2 separate regions of the Sus scrofa genome follow, and region 2 is linked to region 1. Evidence: chromatin contacts called from public HiChIP or PLAC-seq data. All regions are on one chromosome and are shown on one strand. Each heading gives the region's core, a stretch centred on a gene start, on an enhancer-like site or on the middle of the called end of the contact. The rest is flanking DNA. Distances are from core to core; before and after follow the strand shown. Region 1 holds the start of GORASP2 (Golgi reassembly-stacking protein 2). Region 2 holds the start of PDK1 (pyruvate dehydrogenase kinase 1).

Region 1 (3,725 bases), core at 109-2,608:
CTTCTGGTAATTTAGTTTAAGAATGCTGTCTCACCTCAAACATGGGACCTAAGGGAGAACATGGCTGTAGCACCACGGATTGAGCTTTCCTACTTTCAGTGAAAATTAGCCAGGAGCTAATATCTAGTTACACTGAATGGTGCTCCAGATTGGGGCTAGTTTGCTGACAGTCCATCATGTTATCACTCACGCAGGTGTCACGCACACAATCAACATTGCTACTTTTAAAGACACTCAGTTCCACGAGGAAAGGACCACATGCTCTGAACAACCCAGGCTATTCATAGCAGGGACTTAGCTAATGCTTTCAGAGATACTGTTTCCCTGCGTCCTGGGGACTGAGGTTGCTTTCCTTTATTTACCTGATTTTTTTTTTTTTTTTAACGTTCCTCTCCATTTACCTCTTTTACACTGTGGATCTAAACATTCATCACCACCACACCCTGAGCAGACTTAGAAAAAAGAGAACGGAAGTTCCCCTGGGCAGGAAATGTGGAAGAGGAGCGTTGGAAAGGTCAGGAGCGACACAGGACAGAAGAAAGTCCAGTTGAAAATCAAGCAGATTTAAGTACGTCGAACCTGCTTCTAGGCCATTTCGTTTTGTTTGCCTAATTGGCCTTTCCCGACATCCAGACAGCGCCGAGGTAGATTAACACCTGCCGTCGCATCCCCCTCCCCTAGCCTGCGGATTCCAGACTTCCTTTTCACAGAAAAGAAACGCTACCTTCACCATCACCTCTTTTACAGACTTTGCCCCCAAGCCTTCCTTGACTTTGGGAGCTAAGAATGAAGGGGAGAGGGGCAGAGAAGGCTCTCAAAAGGAAAAGGAGCCGAGGTTGCCCTCTTCGCCTGGGCCGCCCCCGGCCAAATCGTAGGCTGCCACCTCTGGCTCCAGCCTCTCCTTCCGGATGCTGGGCCCGGAGAGTCCGGGGTAGGCGGGATGCGAGCGGCCTCTCGAACCGGCCTCGGCCAACGCAGCGCCGGCACTCGCCGCTCCTTCTCGGGGTCCGGCCTGGCTGCCCCAAGAAGAAGCCCGTCGGGGCCTCAGCCTCCCCGTGACCGGGCCCCGCCTCCAGCCCGCCACCCCCGCGCCGCCGTCGATGCTCTTACCCGCAGGACGTGGTAGCCCTCCGTGCCCCCGCCTGGGATCTCGACGCTCTGCGAGGAGCCCATGGCGGCGGGCGATCAGTGTGGCCGGGCCGGGCTTCGCGCAGCTCCCGCCTCCCGCGCACCACCCGCTCCGCTCCTCCGCGTAGCACTTGGGACGTGGCACTCGCTGCCTCGGGAGAGCCGGGCCGCGCTGCCCGCTGGGAGATCGTCGCCTCGGCAGCTGGGGCCGCAGCGACGCCGCCGACAGCGCCACCTGCCGCGAACCACCGGGAGGAGCCTGAGCGTACAGCAGGCGAGGGGAGGGGGGAGCGGGAAGGTGGGGAGGGGCCTTACTCGTGCTCGCGAGAGAGCAGAAATACGGTTCATCCAGCCTTGGCACCTTGCTACGGGTCCCTGGGCTTGACAAGATTCATCTAAGCCGCGTTCCCGCTAGCCTGCAAGAAGAGTTGTTTGATTGTAGCTCCGCCTGGTGGCCAGAGACCAGGAAGGGGCTGCTGTTGAAAAGAACCGGGTGGATGCAAACACTACGAGTTCCCTCTTCTCTGAGTTTAAAGTACTCCTCCCAGGTTGTACGGAGGAGCGTGGTAGGGTATCTTCGTGGGCAGATAGCGCTTCCGCTCACCTCTTTATAAAGGAAAACGCTCCCTTCATAAAGCACTTGTCCTAAAGAGTCATGGAGGACCCGCCGAAGTTCTTTGTTTTTTTTCCCCTAATTATGAGAAAAAGATCGTCACAAACTGAGCGGTGCCCGAGTGGGGAGCACAGTTGGATGCCCTTGGAGTTCCACCGCCTGCTGCTCAGTTCTCCACCCCGCTTCCTTCAGTTAGCCAACTTGTGGTCACAGTTTTCCTACTCGGTTGCTCCTTTTGCCCCTTCCCTTCTAAAACCCCGCAGTTATGGCCATTGCCCACGGGTCAATTTGAGTATCACTTACGGTGGATCAACCAGATATCAGAGCATGTGTATTCTGATGTGAAGCAACATGAAGTACCTGTTATCACCTGTGAAGTACTCTGGTCCAAAATGTTTACCTTGCTCCTTTCACACCTTTAGTTAGATCTTCCAATTTACAGGAAGAGAGGATAGAGGAATAAGTAAAATGATTTCACAAGGAAGCAACCAGGCAAAAATACAGGAAGTGAGCCGTTTTTCATAACAGCTGGCCAGTTCTTTTCATCAAATCGGAATAACAAGAAAGAGTTTATACTGGATTAAAAGAAATAATCAAGAATATAGCCAGGAGGTGCAATGAAAGGCCATGAGTTAGGGGTTGATTTGGAAAAATAAGCTGTAAAGGACAGTTTGGGCTCAATTGGGAAAATGTGAATACTGAGAATTTGAAGGTAAAGCATTAATTGTCCTGGAAAAGTGGAAATTATTGACTGAAAAAAGACCAGGTTATAAGGCAAAATATGTCTGTAAACAATACAGACATATTTTTGTAAACCAAATACACCTTAACGCAGAGTATGTGTATGAAGATGTAGCAAGATATGAACCAAGCATTACTATGGTGACCCCTTGGTAGTGATGGAATTTTTTTTTTTTTTTTTTTTTTTGGTTTGGTTTGTCTTTGCTGGTGCTACATTCTGAAATACTCATGGACTGCTTTTGTAACAATAGAAGAGTATTTAGAATTTTAAAATAAAAAAATCATTTTTCTTTCTCTGCTGTCCATAAACCAATACCAGGTTTTTAGGAGGCCTGGGACATATATAAAGATTCAGATGATATCTCCAGTTATGAGGCTTCTCAAGGACAGGGAATGCAGTGGAGTCAGCTCTGTATTCCTAATACCTAATAGAGTACCTGGCAGTTAATTCAACAAATTAATGAATTTGACGCAAAGGAGTAAGTATAAGAGCTAGATTTGTTGATAAATATTCTTGTTCTGCTTGGCAATTATAATCCTCTTCGTGGTGGTGTTATAAGCTGTTGCTATGTTCAGTGGTCAAAATTTTTGTTTCCCAGACATCTGACAGGAGCCATAGTTTGCAGAACACCAGCTGTGGACCTGAGGTAGTGGATGCGCAACTCCAGCCCCTGCTTAAAGCTGCTGTGTTGCAGCCCTGTGAGTACCTGCATTTCCCATACAGACCATTTACTCTTCTCTTTCTTTCCTTCTTTCTTTCCCTCCTCCTTTTTCTTTCTTTTCTTCCTTTCCCCTTCCTTCCTTCCTCCCTCCCCCTCTCTCTCTTTCTTTTTTTTTTTTTTGCTTTATAAGGCCACAATCACAGCATATGGAGGTTCCCAGGCTGGGGTCCAATTGGAGCTGCAGCTGCCAGTCTACACCAGAGCCACAGCAATGCAGGATCTAAGCCACGTCTGTGACCTACACCACAGCCACAGCAACGTGGGATCCGAGCCGCATCTGCAACCTACACCACAGCTCACAGCAACGCCGGATCCTTAACCCACTGAGCAAGGCCAGGGATCGAACCCGCAACCCCATGATTCCTAGTTGGATTTGTTAACCACTGAGCCATGAAGGGAACTCCTCTTTCTTCCTTTCTTTCTCTTTTTCTTTTACAGCTGCACTTGCAGCATATGAAAGTTCCTGGGCTAGGGGTCGAATCGGAGCTGCAGCTGCTGATTCGCCACAGTCAATGCCAGAC
Region 2 (4,114 bases), core at 1,004-3,503, 1.5 Mb before region 1:
GGCAACTCTTGCCGCAGAAACATAAATGAGGTCTTTTCACAAGCATTCACAGATCCTGAAACCAAACACGATGGGAACATCGGTAAGTGGAAGCCATAAAGTAGGGAGAAATACAGAAGGAGTTATTTGGCAAGTGGTAGTAGCATCACCATAATGACAGGGCAAGGAAAGGCGAATGACAAGCCAGCCTAGTCTCCAAGGCTGTGAGGCACCCTGAACAACTTTCAACCACTCTGTAGAGTGATGAGGATACTTTCCTGTCTCCCTTACAGCTCCTCTCTTAGAACTAAGACAACCTGAGCAAGTCTGAGCAAGGCACAGTCTAATTAACATAGGATCTGCAAAAGTCTATCCTATATAACCTGGTGCTGACATCATTTAAAAAATCTGCTTCCTAACTCTAGGTTTGTGAAAAGTGACTATTTAAGAAAGCAGAAATGTTAACAGGTTCAAGGGAAGATTCATTGATTCTACACAGAGAACCACTATACTAACTGCCAAAAGCAAAGGGTAAACAGAGGAGGCTTTCAGACAACGAACAGCAAAAATTTCCAATGCCTGTTCAGCAAACCATCTTCAAGCTACTACCCCCCTTGCAGGTCCTATTCAATTGTCTGATTCCTGGAAAGCATCCTGCTCCTCCCTCCACTCCTATCTCAAATGCTAAGGAGAACAGAGGTAGAATGTCCTTTGACAAGCAGTTCCATTTAAAGTTAAACGAAAAAGTCATATTATTTCAGCAATGCATTTTAAACTCACTGATTTCATCTTGCTGTTCTTAGCAAGAAATAACCTGAGCAAAAATTAGTCTGTCAATAGCAGAAATTAAAGTATCAAAAGAAAACATTTTACCCTGAAAGTTTAATGGCATACTTGTAAACAAAGCCAAATTCACCCCTTAATCACCCTAGAGTCATTTTAAAGTAAAAACAAAAACCAAGAGCTTTGAGTCAAACAAAATTGCCACTGTAAACCACAATTTTAAGATCAAGTGAGGCGCTCCCTTGTGGCTCAGCGAGTTAAGGATCTGGCAGCTGTCACTGCTGTGGCGCGGGCTGGATCCTTGGCCCGGGAACTTCTATATGCCATATGCCACCGGCGCCGCCAAAAAAAACAAAAAACAAAAAAAACAAAATTTAAGTGGCCAACTATGCTGACATCTTTCAAGCCACTAGTTATCCGTTACAGCATTCACAATGCAGAAGATAACCGTGTCTACAGAAAATTTTGACTTTTAGTTTTCCCTTATTCTCTTAGGCGCCTCCATAGGAGAAGTCAAAGTCAAAAGCCTTTGCAATTTTCTGCATGCTTTCTAAAGAAAACTAGGAAGCACCCATCTGAAGAAGAAAGTGGTCAGTCACTTCCTCAGAGGTGAAATGTGGTAAACCCCACCGCATCTGGTACTCATGCACTTTACACGTGCTCCAGACTTATTTGTTGTTGACGAAATGAATGTGCTGTTGGTGGAAACTCTTAATTAAGCAAGGAAAACATTCTGTGCAACACTGGGCCAGTTATAACCTGCTTCCCCTACCAGCACGCCACTTTAATGCAATCATCAAAGGCAAACGAGCATTTATCATCACTCTGCAGAATCCGAACACGACTCCGGAGGTGTCCGCGCACTCGCCTCTCTCCGGCGCGGGGCTCTTCCCAAGGAGGCGGGCTGTGAGCTCAGAGGTGCACACGTGCACCGAAAGGCGGACGGTCATTCAGCCCTGGCGCCCGAGGTTGTTTTCCAACAATACGCGGTAAAAGACACGCGCTCCGGGTTATCTCCCCCGCCCGCCTGCGCCTGCACCGGAGCAAAAGGAACCGTCCGCGAGGGAGGAAGGAAGCCCCTAAGGCGCTGGGGGAGAGACGTTGAGGAGGGGGGCGCGTCGGAGACAACAGGACGCCCGCGCGGGCCCGGCCCGGCCGGGTCAGCGGCCGCAGCTGCCGGCTCGGGCTGCACAGAAAGGCTCGGGGCCCGGACCGCACTCACCGAAGTCCAGGAACTGCTTCATGGAGAGCGGGGACGGCGAGAAGCGCGCGTAGAAGTCCACTTGGCCCGGAACGCCGAGTTCAGGCGCCGGGCCGGAGCCCGAGTCCGAGGTGAGGCTGCGGCTGGCGCTGGGGCAGGCGGCGCGCAGCCCGGGGCCCGGGCCGGCCGAGGCGGCTCCGCGCAGCAGCCGCGCCAGCCTCATGCCGAGCCCTGCCGGAGGAGCCGAAGCCCCGGGCGCCAGATCGCCGCTCGGGCACTCGGTCGGGTGGTACGTGAGGGACGTGGCGGCTTCGGGGGCGGGGAGCGGCTGTCACCGCCACGGCCGCCCCCCTCTTCGGAGCCAAGCTCCCCGCGCCGCTGGGCGGGGCCCAGAGAGGGAGGGAGGCGGGGAGCGCGCGCCGGACCGCCCCCGGGCTACAGTCCGGCCCCCTACGCCGTGGGGCGGGGCCCGGAGAGCGAGGGGGGGGTGCGCGTGGAGGCCGGGCAGCTACCACCCTCTGGCGGTGTGCGCAGTGCGCCCCCTCCCACGCCCTTTGGTTACACGGCCCTCCCAGCCTCAGCTGAGGGGCAGGGCCGGCGCTGCTTCTTCACACCGCGGTGTCCCGCTGTGAGCGTGTTCCATAAACTCTCTTCTGTGATGCAAGCCCATATTTTACAGGAAAAGAAACTGAGACCCAAAGAGTTTCAGAAGCCGACCCTTGTCAAACAATGATACATAAGTACAAATGGTGATCACTTCGGTGTGGCCCTAAATAACAGGACAACGACTGCTGGTCCTAGGGGAAGAGAATTGGCCGCCCACCTCAAAGCGTTACCTACAGGCATTCTTGGCGCAGGCAGCAGTGTGTTTAAGGGGTCCCTCTACTCTGACTGCCCCTCTTTTTAATTGTCTTCTTAGCCTCACAGTTTGGTTGCTCCATCCTTTCTAGGTTTCTAAATAGTGAGTATAAGACTAGAGAATTTCTCATTTTGATTTAATCCCATAGAGCTGCAAAGACCAAGTCTACAGTGAAAACCACCAGTCCCTTCTCGCCATGGCTACATCCGCATATATTCCGCCCCCCCCCCCAGTGCTTTGGTATACCTTAAATACAACAGAATTACTCTTCCATGGGTTTGTAGTTTGTCAGTTAAAATACATTTAACTGGTATAAAATTGCTTCCTTATAATCCTCCCCACAGCATCCTTATAACCATTACTCCAACAGTTTCTGGTATAGAATAACAATTCATTTCTCCATGGTGGTCAGGTCTTGGGTTGTTGGGTAAAAGTATGATGTGTATAAAGAATGCGATGAGAATCTCTTTTTAGAGTGTATTAACGTTACCACATAAAGTTCGTTTGCCCAGCCTGAAACAAGCCAAAGGCTGAGATTCGGAGTTTTGCAACAGGGGAAGGATTTAGTCACGAGGTGCCAAGGGAAGTGGAGGGGAGAACAAATCACCAATCCACATCCCGTAAGCTCAGGGGGCTTGGGATATTTATGGGATAAGGAAACAGTATGTATCACAACACTGTAAATGAACTTCATTAAAACTTATAAAAATGAAAAAAAAAAAAAAGCGGCAGCAGCGTGGTCTCAGGACTGGGGAAAGGTGGCTGGAGGTGAGAAAAAGGTGAAGTAAGCCATGTTGTCGGCAGATACAACCGAGCTACATGCTTCTTCATGGGACGCATGTTCAGAAAATGGCAGGGTTAGTATGATCTGAGGGTGGAGTGTTTGGCCCTCTGATGTCAAAAGGTCATCCATCCAACACTCCAGACAGAAGGCCCAGTTGAATGGTTGGTGGTCTCAACCAGTTTGAACTGGGCAAGACCAGCTCCATGTTTTCCATGTTCCTGAAAAACAGCTTTTGAACCATTACTATAGTGACCCATCTGTCAGAGGTGCTGCATATAGGGGGCAATTAAAGGAGTCTTGTGATACATTGTCTAAGCTGTGAAGCTCCTAGGGTGTGCAATTTTGCAAGAACCATTAAGGCAAGTTTGATCAGTGAAGGCAGATTACATAATATTTATTAAGCAAGTTATAGTTTAAGGGATCTAACTGCTGACTGCCCTCAGTTGCATCAGTCCTGCAAGTTTAGCTTGAAAGAAAACACTGACCACCTGGAAACAATTGTAGGAAG

Evidence for each region. HiChIP or PLAC-seq counts read pairs in DNA pulled down with a chosen protein or histone mark.
Region 2: a contact with region 1 is called in an H3K27ac HiChIP or PLAC-seq map of alveolar macrophages. The contact joins the promoter of PDK1 here to the promoter of GORASP2 in region 1. A contact is called at or near these places in 1 of 5 promoter capture datasets (liver), 1 of 47 Hi-C or Micro-C datasets (embryonic fibroblasts) and 1 of 2 datasets of contacts at active chromatin or transcription factors (alveolar macrophages).

The regions. Positions count from the first base shown.
Region 1 is chr15:77,096,941-77,100,665 of Sscrofa11.1, reverse strand. GORASP2 (Golgi reassembly-stacking protein 2) reads right to left here and starts at 1,358. Exons shown (of 11, transcript XM_021074828.1): 1 at 1,111-1,358. The coding sequence starts at 1,173. LOC110256942 (a long non-coding RNA gene) reads right to left here and starts at 1,491. Exons shown (of 1, transcript XR_002339024.1): 1 at 1,108-1,491.
Region 2 is chr15:78,606,616-78,610,729 of Sscrofa11.1, reverse strand. It overlaps PDK1 (pyruvate dehydrogenase kinase 1), which reads right to left and starts at 2,253. Exons shown (of 11, transcript NM_001159608.1): 1 at 1,985-2,253; 2 at 1-55. The coding sequence starts at 2,186.